4 separate regions of the Mus musculus genome follow, and all the other regions are linked to region 4. A link is a contact called in public promoter capture Hi-C data. All regions are on one chromosome and are shown on one strand. Each heading gives the region's core, a stretch centred on a gene start, on an enhancer-like site or on the middle of the called end of the contact. The rest is flanking DNA. Distances are from core to core; before and after follow the strand shown.

Region 1 (3,630 bases), core at 550-3,049, 1.1 Mb after region 4:
GTTAACAGATCCGTCCCTGAGGGTGCCTGGCCCAGACGAAGAGACTCCCTTCTCCAAACAGAGATGCGAGCACAATTAGGCGCCTTTCGAAAGGGAGGCACTTTTCTGCTTTGGGAAGCCCTTGCGAGGCCAGTTAAGACACCCCCACCATGCACATTTTGGTACTAATTAACTCCTAATTTGGGAAGGGGGAAAGGGTGTCTCTTTCAAGAATTTCTCCCTCCGGAGATGGCATCTCCGAGCAGGAGCATTTGGCAGTAAAACACAACAAATGTCAGAGCAGAGAGGCTGCAGGGCTCAGATTTACAGCTCGGTTCCGGAATGCTGTTGGAGCTGCAGCCAGAGACTCTGATTTCAAATTGGGATGGATCTGGGTAATTAGACAAAGTCATCCTGGCCTGTCCCAGGAGGGTTCTGAGACCCATCTCAGCTATCAGTTTGTCTTATGGCTTTAGTCAAGTTCTTGCTCCTTGCCATACCTCAAGTCACCATCGACAATAAAATGGTGGCACTTGGGTACCCTAAGGATTACTCAGTCCCAAAGTCTGTGACACTAAGATTGTAAAAGTTAGTTATCGGGTATTTGCACTAATTCACACAGACACATACACAAACATACACAGACACACACACACACACACACACACACACACACACACATGCACACATGCACACATACACACAGTGAATGGTACCCGGAAGACGGATGGTAAGGGATGATCGTCAAAGGATTGGTAAACTGAGCCACAGAAGGCGCAGTCACAATAAGAGGCCAGCCTCCCTCCTCACTGCATTTACCACCATCACCAATTAATTCAACTCCAAGCTGTTGTAGGAGTGGAAGGAGAAGAGCCACTACCTACAGAGATCAGCCTGGGGCTCCCTGCCATTGTTCAGCCCTTGCAAAGCTCATCCCCAGGCAATTGACTGGAGAAAAGTCTCTCCTAAGTCCTGCTACCTTGCTTTGGATCAATATAGCATTGGAATGGCAATCTGGCTTTCTGGCACCAGCCAGCACTGGTTATAACTACAGTTGTCAGAAGGCCTTTGCATCTGCTCCAAAAAGTGCCATGAACTCGGGGCCAGAGCTGTGCTTCCTCTAGGAGCCCATGCCTGCACATCTGAAATGACATAAGAAAAGGGGTAACATCACTCACTATCCCAGATGCACAATTCAAGTTTTCTCTCTTCCTCCCCTTTTCTTGTTACATAGAATAACACCTGTCTTTCCTGCGATGATTCTTGTTCTCTGACACACACACCCTTCATCTTGCTTCTGCACAATCTTACAACTGTGATGCATTATCGTTAATATCTCCCACAACCAACCATAATATTTTATTACATGATACATTTCCCAACTGTAATGTCATATTATTGTTGGCTATTTTTGACCCTAAAGTAGCAGAATCATAGCTGCCTTGTTGAACGTGGCAAATTTGCATATATAATAATGAATTGGTAAACCATGAGGTTGTTGGTGTTAACAGAGCTTTGAAGAGTGGTCATGGGGTCAAGGAAAGGGTCCAGGTCCGTTGTTGAAGAAGGTTTGGAGTTGGGCCTTCAAAACCAGCCACACTTATAATCTGGGTAGTAGAATTTGTATGCTAGAGCAGTTGCTTAGCACACAGGAAGCCCTGGGTTCATTTGCCCAGCACCAAAAACAAGACAAAGAGAATGAAATAGAACAGAACAAACAACAGTAGCGAGATAGAGAAGGACCCCGGTACCCACATGACTCTCCACAATGTCCTTCTGGAGGATGTCAGAAGTGGTTGCTTGGCAGCTAGAACAGTCAGCGGGAAGGTGCCACCTACAGGTGAGATCAGGGAAAGCACGCAGTGAAGCTGGTTCCTTGAGCCAGCCTGAGCCAAGGTCAGGTTCTCTTCTGCTTGAGTGGACTGGTACTCATCCTGGATCTCTTGGGACTGGGGTCCTGGTCTCCCATTCCCACTAAAGCCTTCCAGGCCCAGCCTCCTCTCCTCTCCTGGCCACGCCAGCTCACTCCTTGTTCAGAAGCTTCCCCCCGACTCCCCCAAAACTCTAAATAAAACTCACAGTTCTTGCCAAATATTTTCTCCATCAAGCAATATTTAGCAACACGAGCGCCACAAAAGAATCATGAAGGGATCGAATATCATACATTTGTTTTCAAATCCTAGAGATATTTTCCAAATCATTTCTGTTTCTCTCACCCTCCCTTGCCTCTTTATATATACTTAACTTTTAATTCCTTTTTAGACACACTATCGCCTTTCCAATAATTTTGGCAGGACCAACCTTGGGTGCACTGACTCCAGAAGAAGGCTGGTCAAATATGGCTGCAAAGCTTAAGGACATAGTGTGTGGTTGTCTCATGCCCCTATGGCAATGGAGTATGCAGCCCAGGAAGAGTGGGAGAAAAATAACATGTCATGGGTAAACATGTTGCGGTTGTGGTGCCATGCCATGTGTAAGAATGCATGCTGTGGAGTGATGTGGAGAGGACTTATGATTCTCTGTGAAGTCTCTTAGATAAGAAGATCATGCCATGTGTAGTATATGGATGAGAGGTGACTACATATGAATGATGTAGTTAGAGATGTAATGATGCAAGCAAGCTAGAAAGGGTTTAAAACTTAAAGCCATGAGTAAGGTATGCATCAAAATGACATCTTGGCTGCAGTTGGAGAAACAGTCCAGGGGTTAAGAACACTTATTGCTTTTCCAGAGGACCCAGATTTTATCCACATAGTGGTTTACAACAATTTATAACTCCAGTTCCAGGAGATTTGATGCCATCTTCTGACCTCTGCAGGCTCCAAGCATGCATGTGATAACATACATACATGCAGGCAAAACACTCATACACCTAAAACATAAAATAAATATCTTGATTTAAATTTCATCTTGGCTACTAAAAATAGGCTCTTGAATTAGACAGAGGTTGTCTCCAAAGCAAAAGTCACTCCAGGGAGGGTTGGGAGTCTCAGGCCCAGCATTGAATCTACAGAACTTGAATTTGTAATTGGTCAGGATCCATGTCTGTCACTGGATGAATGTACTCAAAGAGAATTAACAAAGAAAAAAAATAGCTTGCTGCTTATAAGTATAATTATTCCAGACCAGAAACCTGGGGAAGATGCTGAGGCCCCTCACTCAAAAGAAGATTGTAAGTGGCTCATATGTAGCTTCAGTCTCCGAGATGACATTGTCACACATAATGACTTCAGCCCAAGAGAGACACCATCCATTTCCACAACCCATATACAAGAACCAGATCAAATCATGATACTTCCCTACATGTCTCGGATTCTCTTAGCCACTGTCATCATCTCTAAGATTCAAACACCATAGGCTTCAAGGTCATTGTCACTTCCATAACTGAACTATGTTCTTTCCAAGGTTCCCCCCTTTCAAGTCACCTGGACACAAAGAGAGGATTTCCCATTTCCCATGTTCAGGGATGGGGACAACTCGGGGTCCTCTTTGTTAGATAGAAGGAGACAAAATCCCCTGAAAACCAAGGGAATGAGACTGAATTTGACCCTGATTGAGAAGATAGAAAGGAACCTCAGAAGTGGCACTTTGTTTTCCTTCCAGGGCTCATGTTTTTTAATGTCCTGAAAAGGTGTTTGTGACTGCACTTTG
Region 2 (3,672 bases), core at 1,160-3,659, 1.1 Mb after region 4:
TCCCTTGCTCTACACATACCCTGTAGCTGAGACAAGTAAGGGAATTATTTCATATAAATTGGGAATGGAAAGTCCAGAGTTCTCTCCCACATGTAAGCTGCATCCAAGCCTCATTCTCCCAGTGTTTAGTCTCCTTTCTGACTAGAGTTTTGGGGAAAAAAGCATCAATTTTAAAATACCAATTAAAAATACCTTCTTGGTGCATATTTCGTTACAGTAGTCTACATCAGATTCCCCTCCTTCCAGATGTATAATTGTCCTGAAAGTAGAGTTGTCCAGAAGCAAATATTAAACAACTCATACCTAAAGTGTCCCAGAGGTAAAGCAAGGAGAGCCAGTGCACATAAGCAACAGGCTATTGTAGAACCAGGAAACAAATGCATGCACACACACACACATAACACTCACACACTCTCTCTCTCTCTCCCTCTCTCTCTCTCTCTCTCTCTCTCACACACACACACACACACACACACACACACACACACATCAGTGCACTTTTGTGACTGCTAAAACCATAACATCTGGAATGCCATTCTGGAAAAGTTCCAGATGTTTTCCATGAGGAACACTTTGTAAAAATTGTTAGCCTTCTAGGCATTTGTGAATTCTGTAAGGAGAGTATACTCCCAGGCCCACATAGGAGCAAATAGAGGATTATAAAGTGCTAAATGCTTTTCACAACTGTATAAGCAATAATGCACTTTGGGTAAATATTTAGGGAAAATTATTTTTACAGACTGAGCGGATGGATAGGTTCCAATCTGCAATTAGATTTGAATTTCAGAGAAATCAAGGAAGGCAGGACAGCTCTTCGTAAGGCTGCTTGCTGGGAGCCTCAGCTCCTAACCTGAGAAACGCCACACAGCCTGGTCATTCGTTAATGTCCCTGTCTGTAGTCTTTCCAATGTTGGAAAAGGCTGACATGGTCTCATGGATTGTTATATTTATCTTTCTTGCCTAGAAGTTTTTTTATTGCATTTTATAAATCCTGCTTCAATTTATGTGTAAGTTTCGAACTCATTAGCATTACTGACAAGAAAGGGAAAGCAAGCAAGCAAGAGAGGAGAACAAGGGGAAAAAAAAAACTCTAACAATCCTGGGGAAACTCTTGGAAGAGCTGTTAGTTTTGAAACACATAATATATAAACAACTTAAAGGAATACACAGGCTTTCTTTTGAAATCAGAAATTATGTGAAGCAAGGAGAGCATCATAAAAGCTTATTGATTTCCCAAACCCACTGCATACAAGTATTTTTAAACCATGATTCACATAAGGGATACATTTGACACATCAAGAGAAACTGGAAACCAGGCTCTGTGCAGCCACATCAGATACTGCTCTGAGCCCGGTTTGTTTACCATTACAAAGTGAAAAGAAATTTGCTTCTGCCTCCCTGAGCCTTCTCCCTCAAGCAGGGCGATTTTTATTGATTTTGTCCTCTAGAAATAAAGTGCCAACAGCCACCATAAATCCATCTTTGCCTTTCTATTCTGTGCATCACTCAACCATCGTGCAGGGCATTGACCCAAATGCAGTGAGCATCCTGCACCACTTCTGAAGTGATTTTGTTCTGAAGTAAGCTTAGGTTTAGGCCTTCGGTCTCCTTAATAGATCCTTCAACTGCAAGATACTCCCGTAGAACAAGTGGAGTTGCAGAGAACTGGACAGCCAGCCCCTTGGTGGATAGGGATCCCCTCTTTGGAGGCTGATACTGGGCTGCAGAGAAGACAGGCCTAAGAGCTGAGAGAGGAAGCTCAGCCATACGATAATCTCTTGGCATCTGTACCTTCTTTGTCTCCACCATCCTCACTCCTCATCGCCAGCATCAGACTGGGACTCACTAACACACATGGAGGTGAACTCTCAGAAGAGAAATATACATACTGCATGTCTCATTCGGCCACGGCAACTGCCACCCCAACAAATAAACATACATCAAGTGGTTGGCTTAGCATAGCTCGCTCGAAGCTCCTGGTTGTTAATACCTAAAACAAAGCAGAAAGCTAGCAATATCCCAGTTGAACCCTAAGACTGCTCCAACGACAAAGGGAAAGAATGAGAAGCGGGGTAAAGCCCAAAGAATCAGACAGTAGTGAATGCGGTTCCAGGGGGTCTCATGGAAACCTCGCGCTCACGTTTAATTTGCCCATCCTGAAGTATTTTTTCCTAGTAATGCCAAATGCCATAATGCTCTCTGTCAGTGACTTGAAATTATTCTATGAGCTACATATCGGGTACACTATTGTTAATGAAATGCACACAAGATGATGAACAACTTCCTTTTCCTGCTGGAGCTCCAGCTGCAACCAGTGCCTGGATCCTTCGTGCTGTAAATCAGCCCTTTGTACTCCAGGAGGATTCAATGAGCTGCAGGTGTGGGCTTGGGGAAGGCCGCCTGGGATTAAGTAGCAGCATTTGATATGAGATCCCAAACAGCACTGGCAATCTACACACCACATGCGGCCACGGGCTTTGGAGAAAGCGAAGGAAGAACGCTGATGAAATGTGGCACGGGACCATGGAATGCAATGTCAAGCTTTCACATCTGCAGGAAAAGAAAGAGAGTTCCTAATTTTACAGTGATGATGTCATTGAGAATTCATGACAGTGGAAATGATGGGCCAAGGTTTGCAAACTCAACCACCTCAGAGGGTGCTAACCCAAGGCTGTGAGCTTTTGAAATGGTAGTGTGGGTGGATTTGAAATGCCAATTTGCCTTCTTGGCTGGAGGCATCACTGAGTGGTGTGTGTGTGTGTGTGTGTGTGTGTGTGTAAGATAAGAGAGAGACAGGGAGAAGGAGAGTCTGTGCACCTATGAATGTGTGCATGTGTGCTTTGTTTGCAGGCTCAGGAGAGAGAAAGAAGTTGTATGTGAACGGATATGCTTTGTACATACATGAAAAGCCAGTCCCTCGGATGCCGAATATGTCCTTAGCAATATAACGTGTGTAATTCAGCATAAAACACTGCTAACTGTCCTTAACAACAATATATTTTTAAAAGATTGATTTCAGACTCTAGAAAAATTCACTAGCCAAGAAAAACCATCACAGTTGTCCACCTCCTCCCACAGGGGAACCACCAAAAAAGACTTCTTTTTTAAACAAGTTCTTTTTTCTATTCAGGACTGAAGAGACACCAAAACCAGGGTAGTTTTATGATTAGCATATGAATAAAATACATTGAAGAAAACACATCTTTAATTTTTAAGGGTCTGTTTTTCATTAGCTTATCTTGATAGTTTAAGTTAATCATTATTTTCAACCATATATGATTTAGATATTATGTCATTAATTCATGTACAGTCCATCTGAGTAATGACTGTGGTTTTCTACTTTACAAATTCATCTACTTCACCAAGAAACCAGAAGAGTCGAATTCCAAGCAACATCTGGTTTCCATTGAATGTAATTGCCATTTGCAGAGTTATAATCATGTGTTATTGTAAGGACCACAGTGTCAATCACTCCCCTAATGGGGAAAATTCAATGCCTAAATACCTGAGAGAACAAGAAGCTGACTTAAACAGGTGCATTCAGACACTGGGTTTTAAGTAGAATTCTAGCCTACCCATTTAAATAAATCATTTTAAGGAGAAACAATATTCCTTCCATCCCCTGTAGCAAGGGAAAGCATAAAACCCAGGGCCTCAATCTTCCGTGCTCAC
Region 3 (3,421 bases), core at 66-2,565, 1.2 Mb after region 4:
ATTATGAGAAGGGTGTGTCTCTCCATCTGTGATGTAAAGATGAAGGACAAGATCATGAGACAGTAAGCTTCAGTGGCCTCTGAGAGCCAGCAAAGCTAAGAAGTGTCTGAAAGGAATGTATCCTGTTGATAGTTTCACGTCCACCCAATGAGACTGTTTTGCACTTCTGACCTCCAAGACTATGAGAGAACAAATTTACATGATTTCCAGTTATCATGTGTGGCAATCTGTCAAAACAGCAATAATAAGAAACTCAGCCTTCCCCCAGGAGCCCACCTTCCTTCTAGAATCGATTGCAGAAGAGGAGGAAGGGTGTTCTGGAAAGAAACCCATCCAAAAGAGGTTTACACTAGCCCTGATTACATATGCTTTAAGAGCCTCTCCTCCCTGGAGGTTTTTCCAAGGAAGCCAGTGACATGGCAGACACAAACTGTAGGCTGATAGACATATTCTGTCCTGATGCCTTTATTCTAAATATCCTTCCTACCAAGGGAGAAGAAAGCATTGAGATCAAGGAGAAAACATATTAAGAGTTCTACCTTCTATACTATGGGAGTTCTAAAGAGCATTCATTCACACCTCTCTGTGATACTGACAGCCCAACATGGCAGGGTGGCATCCATGGACACTGCCAAAGACAAGGCTGGTATTAAAAACTAAGGCTCCTGACTCAGATCAGGACTTGATGTTTAAACAACGTCTCCAAGACCTTCCTAGCATTATCACAAAAAAGACATTTACAAGGTTAACCCTTCCCTTGTCCTGTCTCTTCCTCCATCTGGTCTATGTCCCCCAGCCCCTGCCAACCCTTCTCCACCACTCCTTCCACTGAGGTCAGGTGAATGTCAAGCTTTCACCCAAGTTCTGGGGTCTGATATTACTTTAGCCTCAGCCATCAAATGACATTGGATTCATTAGCTCCAAGTACAGAAATGCAGCAGCCTCAAGCTTGAGAGTGAGCTTAGGTTCCCTACATCCAGGTCCCAGTTCCTACCTCACCCAGAAGATACCCAGATGCAAATTCCAAAATCCTCAATCATATCCATGTCCTATCTTCCAGGTTCCTTTCCAAGGCTAAATTACCCAAAGTCCACGGTGCTGCATCCACACCCCAGTGTCAGGAAGCTTTGAGAGGCCCTGCCCACCCACCTGAGGATTCCCCACTTAAGCTTGAGCACTGTGGGGCAAAGGTCATTCACTGTTTCCCAAACTAAACTCATCTTGGAACAACTTGGCTAGTAATCTAGAATCGTCTAAACTCAACTAAGTCTGGAGCCCCGAATCCTTCTCCTCCTGGCCTGCTTCCCTCTTCCAGTGGCCTCTGAGCCTATCCACTGTTTCCAAGAGCTGAACATTTGACCTTGGCCACTGTTGCCCTGGGCTCCTTCGACAAAAATATTCAAACTATTTGCATTTGGCCATCCCTTCCCCTTTCTTCCCATCAAGGCCTTCCCTCCACCCCCTTTCTTCCTAATTATGCAGTAACATACAACTGTGCTAACTGAAATTGGGGCGGCTACTTGCCTCTAAAAGTCAATAACCAGCCCCATGGGAACAACAAATCCTCAAGGGACTCCCCCACCACCCCTTGGCAGCCTGCAGGAGCAGGCTGACGCTCCAAACCCAGCACCAATCTGGAATGCATATGTTTCCCTTCAGTCATTCACTCCATCAAACCCTGAGCATGCGAGGAGGGGGTGGGGAGGTCCCCAGCCAGTGTCTGGAAGTCTCCATTAGCATGGGCAGCCTTGTTATAAAAGGATGTTGTATTCACAGGTAACCAACAGTTCTCCCCGCATCTGGGAACAGTTTGAATGATTGCCGGGAAGAGAAGAAATTTAAGTCATAACTAATGATCAACATCCCCTTTTAATCAAATGAAGCCATTATAATGTGTCTATCCTCTAGGGGAACAAGGCCCTTTCACCTCCAGGAGGTCTGCAGTAGCATTAGCCTCTTCTGGAAAGCCACTGGGCCTTGCTTTGGCCGGGTAGGAGGGAAGAGGGGAGCTCAGGTACCCAGCACTGACTGTCCCCAGCTTTGTGCAGAGCAGTCATACGGATGTATCGGAGCTGGCTAGGTCTGGGTTCCATTAGTGAGTCTCATCTGAGAGTGTGCATCTAAAAAGCTGGGAGGGCTTGGGAGAGCAGACTGCTGCCCTACCTCAGACTTTATATTCAGTAAAATCAAAATCAGTAGCTTCCATTGATGGTGCTGAAGTATTTTCATGCTTATGAAGTTCTTGTGTAACGGGGAGTTTGAGGGCCACACCTGGAGAACCTCCGTCAGAGAAAAATATGCCTCTACTTAGGATCCACTATGTTTGACACACTTTACAAATAGCACGTGAATTGATCTTCAGAAAACCCCTACAATACCCAAAGTTCTATTCCACCCATATTACAGATAAGGAAGCTGAGTGGTAAATAAGTCCTTGTCACATGCTGGAGTGAGGGTACTAGAGTGTAGAACTCACTGAACCTAAAGTCAGAGAGAGCTCTTGAATCTCCCGCAGTGGTGAGTTGGATAAAGTGCATGGTATGAGACAAAGTTTAGTGAGGACAGCACCTGCCTCCCAGGACTTCAGGGAGAATATGGTCTTGGTAAAGCCCTGCTGTGGGACACAGGTTTAGTCCTCCCTCAGGTTCTCTCCTACACAGAGGCATGCTGACTCCCCACCTCCCAGGTCCTTCAGCTACTGAAGCACCAAGTGTCTCTTCAGGTGATCCCTTAGGAATCTAGCCCTCATATTTTTAAAAAGGGTTTATTTATTTATTATATGTAGCTGTTTTTAGACACACAGAGGGCATCGGATCTCATTACCGATGGTTGTGAGCCACCATGTGGTTGCTAGGATTTGAACTCAGGACCTTCAGAAGAGCAGTCAGTTCTCTTTAACCACTAAGCCATCTCTCCAGCCCAAGTCTAGAAAGGGCTAGATTCACAGAGGTTCCTAGTTTAGAGCCATTTCTAGGAACCTCTGTGGATCTAGCCCTCTTATCACAGAGGTTCCTAGAAATTTCTCTAAACTCTGCAAGGTGATAAGCCATGAGGGTGTTTTCTGAAAGGCTCTGGTCTTCACACTCATGTGTTGTCACAAGGCTCTCAACATGTTGTCATGCCATCCAGGACCCTTCTCCTGGAGCTGAGAGGAAGATGTGACGGCACTGAGGAAGGAAGGCAGATTAAAGTGGCTGCCGCATACAATCCCACTGGCTGCCAGTCACTTCTGTATGGTAACTTGTGAAATCTTGCAAACATGTTACAGGTTAAGAAACAAGGCATGAGCAGGGACTGAAAAGGGTGAGTGAGCAGACTGCAGAAGAAACACAGCTTCTGGGAAAGAGCCCGATTCGGGCTCCAGACATCCTGGCACCTTCCCTGAAAGAGGAGAGGTGCCCACCAGGTTGGGCTCTGACCT
Region 4 (3,610 bases), core at 781-3,280:
GAACCTCAGAGCCAAGCAACAAAAGGACAGTACTACTTAGGTACCTCTTTGTATTCATACTTTTTTTTTTTTAATTGGTTTTACCTCAAGACACCAAAGCAACAATGGTATCAAAAATGAGCATGGTCAATTCTATTTACACATTAGTGAGACAGGAAAACTTGCTTCCTATGCTTTCAAAAATCTCCCAGAGACAAGCACTATTACTTGATCTACTACATGCAAATGGAATGCTAACAACAAAACAAAATACCAACTTCTCTATCTACCTGGCTCTTAATAAGCAACATGATGTCCCAGAACACAACAGGAGTATCTTGTACAATGGCTTAAAGTTTGAGCAAAAGAGTGACACTCTACTCATTATCTCAATAACTACTACTCCAAGTGGTTCAATATGGTCTCTCTTCTGATGAGATGGTTTCTTTGTACAGTTGTGCTTTTAGCAGTTATTAGTAGTTATTAGCTACTGTTTTCAGTGCAAGTGAAAAGTTAAAAAAAAAAAAGAAGTCTATGTTGAACAAGAATGAAGGTGGCTGTGTCCATCTAACTTGGAGGTTGGAAAAGTTAGTATAGTGTCCAACATGCCACAGTCCCACTAATAAGAATTGTCAGAGTTAAATATCTAAATGTTAACAAATGAACTTACAGATATTTCTTTTGGTCTAAGTACATCACGGAAAAGAAAAACAGGCCATTTAGAATGTCTGCCTTAGATTCAAGAGATTTCAGAAGAGACAAGCACCCTCCTGTGTCTGCCTTTAGATCTACCTGTGGCAAGTCACTTTGGCCACAGCCTTTCTACTTCGGTAGAATATTTACTGTACACCCAAGGAAATCACACACCTCAGCCTTCAAGTACTAGGAATGCACAACAGGAGATTAAAGCAAGGACTCTGAAGACAGACACGTCACTTAGCCTTCCTATGCCTCAGTTCCCTATCATGAAGTAGAGATATTATTGCTTGCTTTACAAGATCTGATAATAGCCAAAGATATTAAAAATGTCCTTAGCACATCCCCTGGCATGTATAAAACCTTCCATAAAGCTAAGCATTAAATTATTTTTATTCCTGTCCCTTTTCAGACACTTAATGGGATTCCAAGTTTAGGGATGATGCAGGGTGTCAGCAAGTGACACCCCCTCCTACTTCAGCAGGACAAAACAAAACAAAAAAAGAAAAAACAAACAAACAAACAAAACCAGGTAACGAGGGGAAAAAAACAGAAAGAAAAGTTTTAAGAAGGGTCTAATGAAAGTTTTTGGCTAGCTTTTCTCCTGTGGTGCTCACAGGCCTTGTGACACTGTAAGATTTGGCACACATTTCACTTCTGACAGGGGGAAAACAACTCAAAGATCAGCTGGTGACTGTCCTAGCCTAACAAAACCAAATGTCCAGACACTGGCTTATTTATGCACTTCTCCTTAGGACCTCCCAGGAATTCCTTCTCAGACCTGCCCCTCCTCCTAGCCGGGTCCAAGGCAGGCAGGAGCCTTTCCGGTTTGGTCATGGCCACCCTCAAGGTCACACCAGGTTTCAGAGGGCCCTCCCCGAGGGTGGCGAGCTCCATTCGACCCACACCTGTAGCAGTTCTTGGCAGAAAGCTCGCACTGAGCGCAGCGAGGCAAGGTCCAGCTCCTTAACGACCAGCTGGCCATCGGTGCCGTCGGGCCCGGCGCCCCCAGCCTGACAGAGCTCCTGCCTGAGCTGACCGGCCGCCTCCTCTGCTCGAGCGCGGTCCCGACATCCCATGATGACCCGCGCCCCCAGGCGGAGCAGCTCCGCCGCGGTGGCACGGCCCAGGCCGCTGTTTGCTCCGGTGATCAGCACTGTCTTCCCGTGCATGAGGCCCGGGTCCCCGCCTCCCTGCTGCCGCTGGTTTCTTGGCCCAGAGAACCGCCGGGCCGCCAGCCACAGCGCCCCGCCCAGTGCGGCCAGGAGCGCTGCGGCCACACTAGCCACTGCCATAACCTTCCGGGCCCGGTGCACTGGGCCTAGCGCACAGGTTCCGGAGTGCTATGGGGCCACCTACACGCGAAGGACTCTGGGGCGCCGCCTGCTGTCCTGGGCTACTGCGCGCGGGGCTTTCTGGGACTTGTAGTTTTGCTCCTAAGGCTGACTTGACTTAGCGTTCAGGAAGTACACATGAAAGCCCCAGCGGATTTATTTAGAAGTGGACAGTGTTAGAATTGGTTATATGCCTATAGACAAAATGACATTTCTTGGTAAAATTCTTGCCACACAAGGATAACAAAAGACACAGCCCCAGTTATCAGCAGTATTATTGATCAGACTCATTCCACCCTGAATATACCTTTTCTAGGTGATGCTGCATATAGAGATTCATTCATTTGACTAACACTAAAAGTGAGCAATGCTTTTTGAAAATTAATTAAGCTTCTTGTGAAACAACTTAAGTGTCAAAGTTCTAAACTTGTCTAAAGAGCCACCCATTACAACTTATAGATAGATGCAATGATATCCAACATCCTTAGCTTTAAAAAAGTAGAATGCTTGACTGTAGCTTGAAAGTTCAAAATTTTTTCCAAAAAGCAAAGAAAAACACCAAAGGAGCTAAGTTTTGTGGTCAAATTCTCAGAAATAACTAGTCACTCTAGCCATGCAAAACACATGCCGTTTGTAATACCAGACTGTTTATTTTTCCTCCCCATCCCTAGTTGCGTTTTTGAGCAATGCCATAAGGCACATGGGCCGTGATGGTACCAAATTTCTGTGCTGATTCAATGTGGAACATTTGGTCGTCGAAGAAGATGTGGGGCCGAATCTTCACTAAGATGGGACCTTTAGGGGCTCCAGCCAGGAAAAGAGCTTCATCTATCTCTAGACCCCATCGGCGAAGGGTCTTCAGCACACGGGCACCTGAACTCGCTGCACTACGAGCTGTAACCAGGTAGGTCCTGATGGGGCAAAGCAATCGTTCGTCTTTGGCATAGAATTTTTTCTGCAGTTTCCCTAAATCTTCCAGAAAGCTTTTAAGAGGACCCTGGAAAAGAGAACGTAAGTCTCAGCTGTGCAAGGGTGAGCAAAAGAGAAGTGATTACTGAAAACCAAACCAAACCAAACCAACCAGCCAACCAACCAACCAACCAACCAACCAACCAACCAACCAACCAACCAGGGTCTTATAAGACTTTAAAATCCACAGGTTGCTGACTGGCATGCAGTGATTCTGGGCTGACAGTACGATGCCAAACTCTCTACATTTATGTGAAGATATTTCCTGATACACAACCATCCCTTGCATGCCTGGAATAAATCTAGGATAACCACATCATTTTTCATCCAGACAAACATATTTTAAGTGTGAAAGAACGTTCTATAAGTAGTACTCCAGGGCAATAGGCATAAATTATCCCCGGTAACTGGGAGATGTGTTTCAGTTGACCACCAAAACCACCATTGTACCACATTGTTTGTCAGCGGAACGTTTTACCTTTGAAATTACTGTCACTTTGTTTAACTAGTTGTTTGTTTGGCCTGAGTCCAACCCTGTCTTGTCTTAACGCTATGTAGCTTTATAGTTTCTACATTAAGACATAATATTTGTTTCTTTTTATGTTATTTTAGTCTTTTCCATTGTTTTATGT

The links. Promoter capture Hi-C pulls out the DNA fragments that hold promoters and counts their contacts.
Region 1: a promoter capture Hi-C map of hippocampal neurons shows a contact between it and region 4, with 9 times the contacts expected there. The contact joins the enhancer-like site here to the promoter of Rdh14 in region 4. A contact is called at or near these places in 12 of 39 promoter capture datasets (the 3T3-L1 cell line, 3T3-L1-derived adipocytes, the C10 cell line and 6 more) and 1 of 115 datasets of contacts at active chromatin or transcription factors (stem cell-derived neural progenitor cells).
Region 2: a promoter capture Hi-C map of second pharyngeal arch cranial neural crest shows a contact between it and region 4, with 7 times the contacts expected there. The contact joins the enhancer-like site here to the promoter of Rdh14 in region 4. A contact is called at or near these places in 8 of 39 promoter capture datasets (the 3T3-L1 cell line, the C10 cell line, cranial neural crest and 5 more), 1 of 115 datasets of contacts at active chromatin or transcription factors (pro-B cells) and 2 of 9 other capture datasets (embryonic tail and embryonic trunk).
Region 3: a promoter capture Hi-C map of the C10 cell line shows a contact between it and region 4, with 7 times the contacts expected there. The contact joins the enhancer-like site here to the promoter of Rdh14 in region 4. A contact is called at or near these places in 7 of 39 promoter capture datasets (the 3T3-L1 cell line, the C10 cell line, cranial neural crest and 2 more) and 2 of 115 datasets of contacts at active chromatin or transcription factors (embryonic stem cells and stem cell-derived neural progenitor cells).

Annotation. Positions count from the first base shown.
Region 1 is chr12:9,250,155-9,253,784 of GRCm38.p6, reverse strand. No RefSeq gene overlaps it. Among named protein-coding and RNA genes, the nearest start is that of Gm46323, 120 kb to the left of the region's middle. Within about 2 kb of position 1,799, at least 3 of the 459 cell types and tissues checked have an H3K27ac peak or open chromatin away from gene starts, as enhancers often do. A contact at or near this core is called in hippocampal neurons, where this site is marked.
Region 2 is chr12:9,337,843-9,341,514 of GRCm38.p6, reverse strand. No RefSeq gene overlaps it. Among named protein-coding and RNA genes, the nearest start is that of Gm46323, 32 kb to the left of the region's middle. Within about 2 kb of position 2,409, at least 35 of the 459 cell types and tissues checked have an H3K27ac peak or open chromatin away from gene starts, as enhancers often do. A contact at or near this core is called in second pharyngeal arch cranial neural crest, where this site is marked.
Region 3 is chr12:9,190,170-9,193,590 of GRCm38.p6, reverse strand. No RefSeq gene overlaps it. Among named protein-coding and RNA genes, the nearest start is that of Ttc32, 160 kb to the right of the region's middle. Within about 2 kb of position 1,315, at least 4 of the 459 cell types and tissues checked have an H3K27ac peak or open chromatin away from gene starts, as enhancers often do.
Region 4 is chr12:10,389,200-10,392,809 of GRCm38.p6, reverse strand. Rdh14 (retinol dehydrogenase 14 (all-trans and 9-cis)) reads right to left here and starts at 2,030. Exons shown (of 2, transcript NM_023697.2): 1 at 1,584-2,030. The coding sequence starts at 1,970. Nt5c1b (5'-nucleotidase, cytosolic IB) reads right to left here. Exons shown (of 9, transcript NM_027588.3): 9 at 2,636-3,006. The coding sequence ends at 2,677.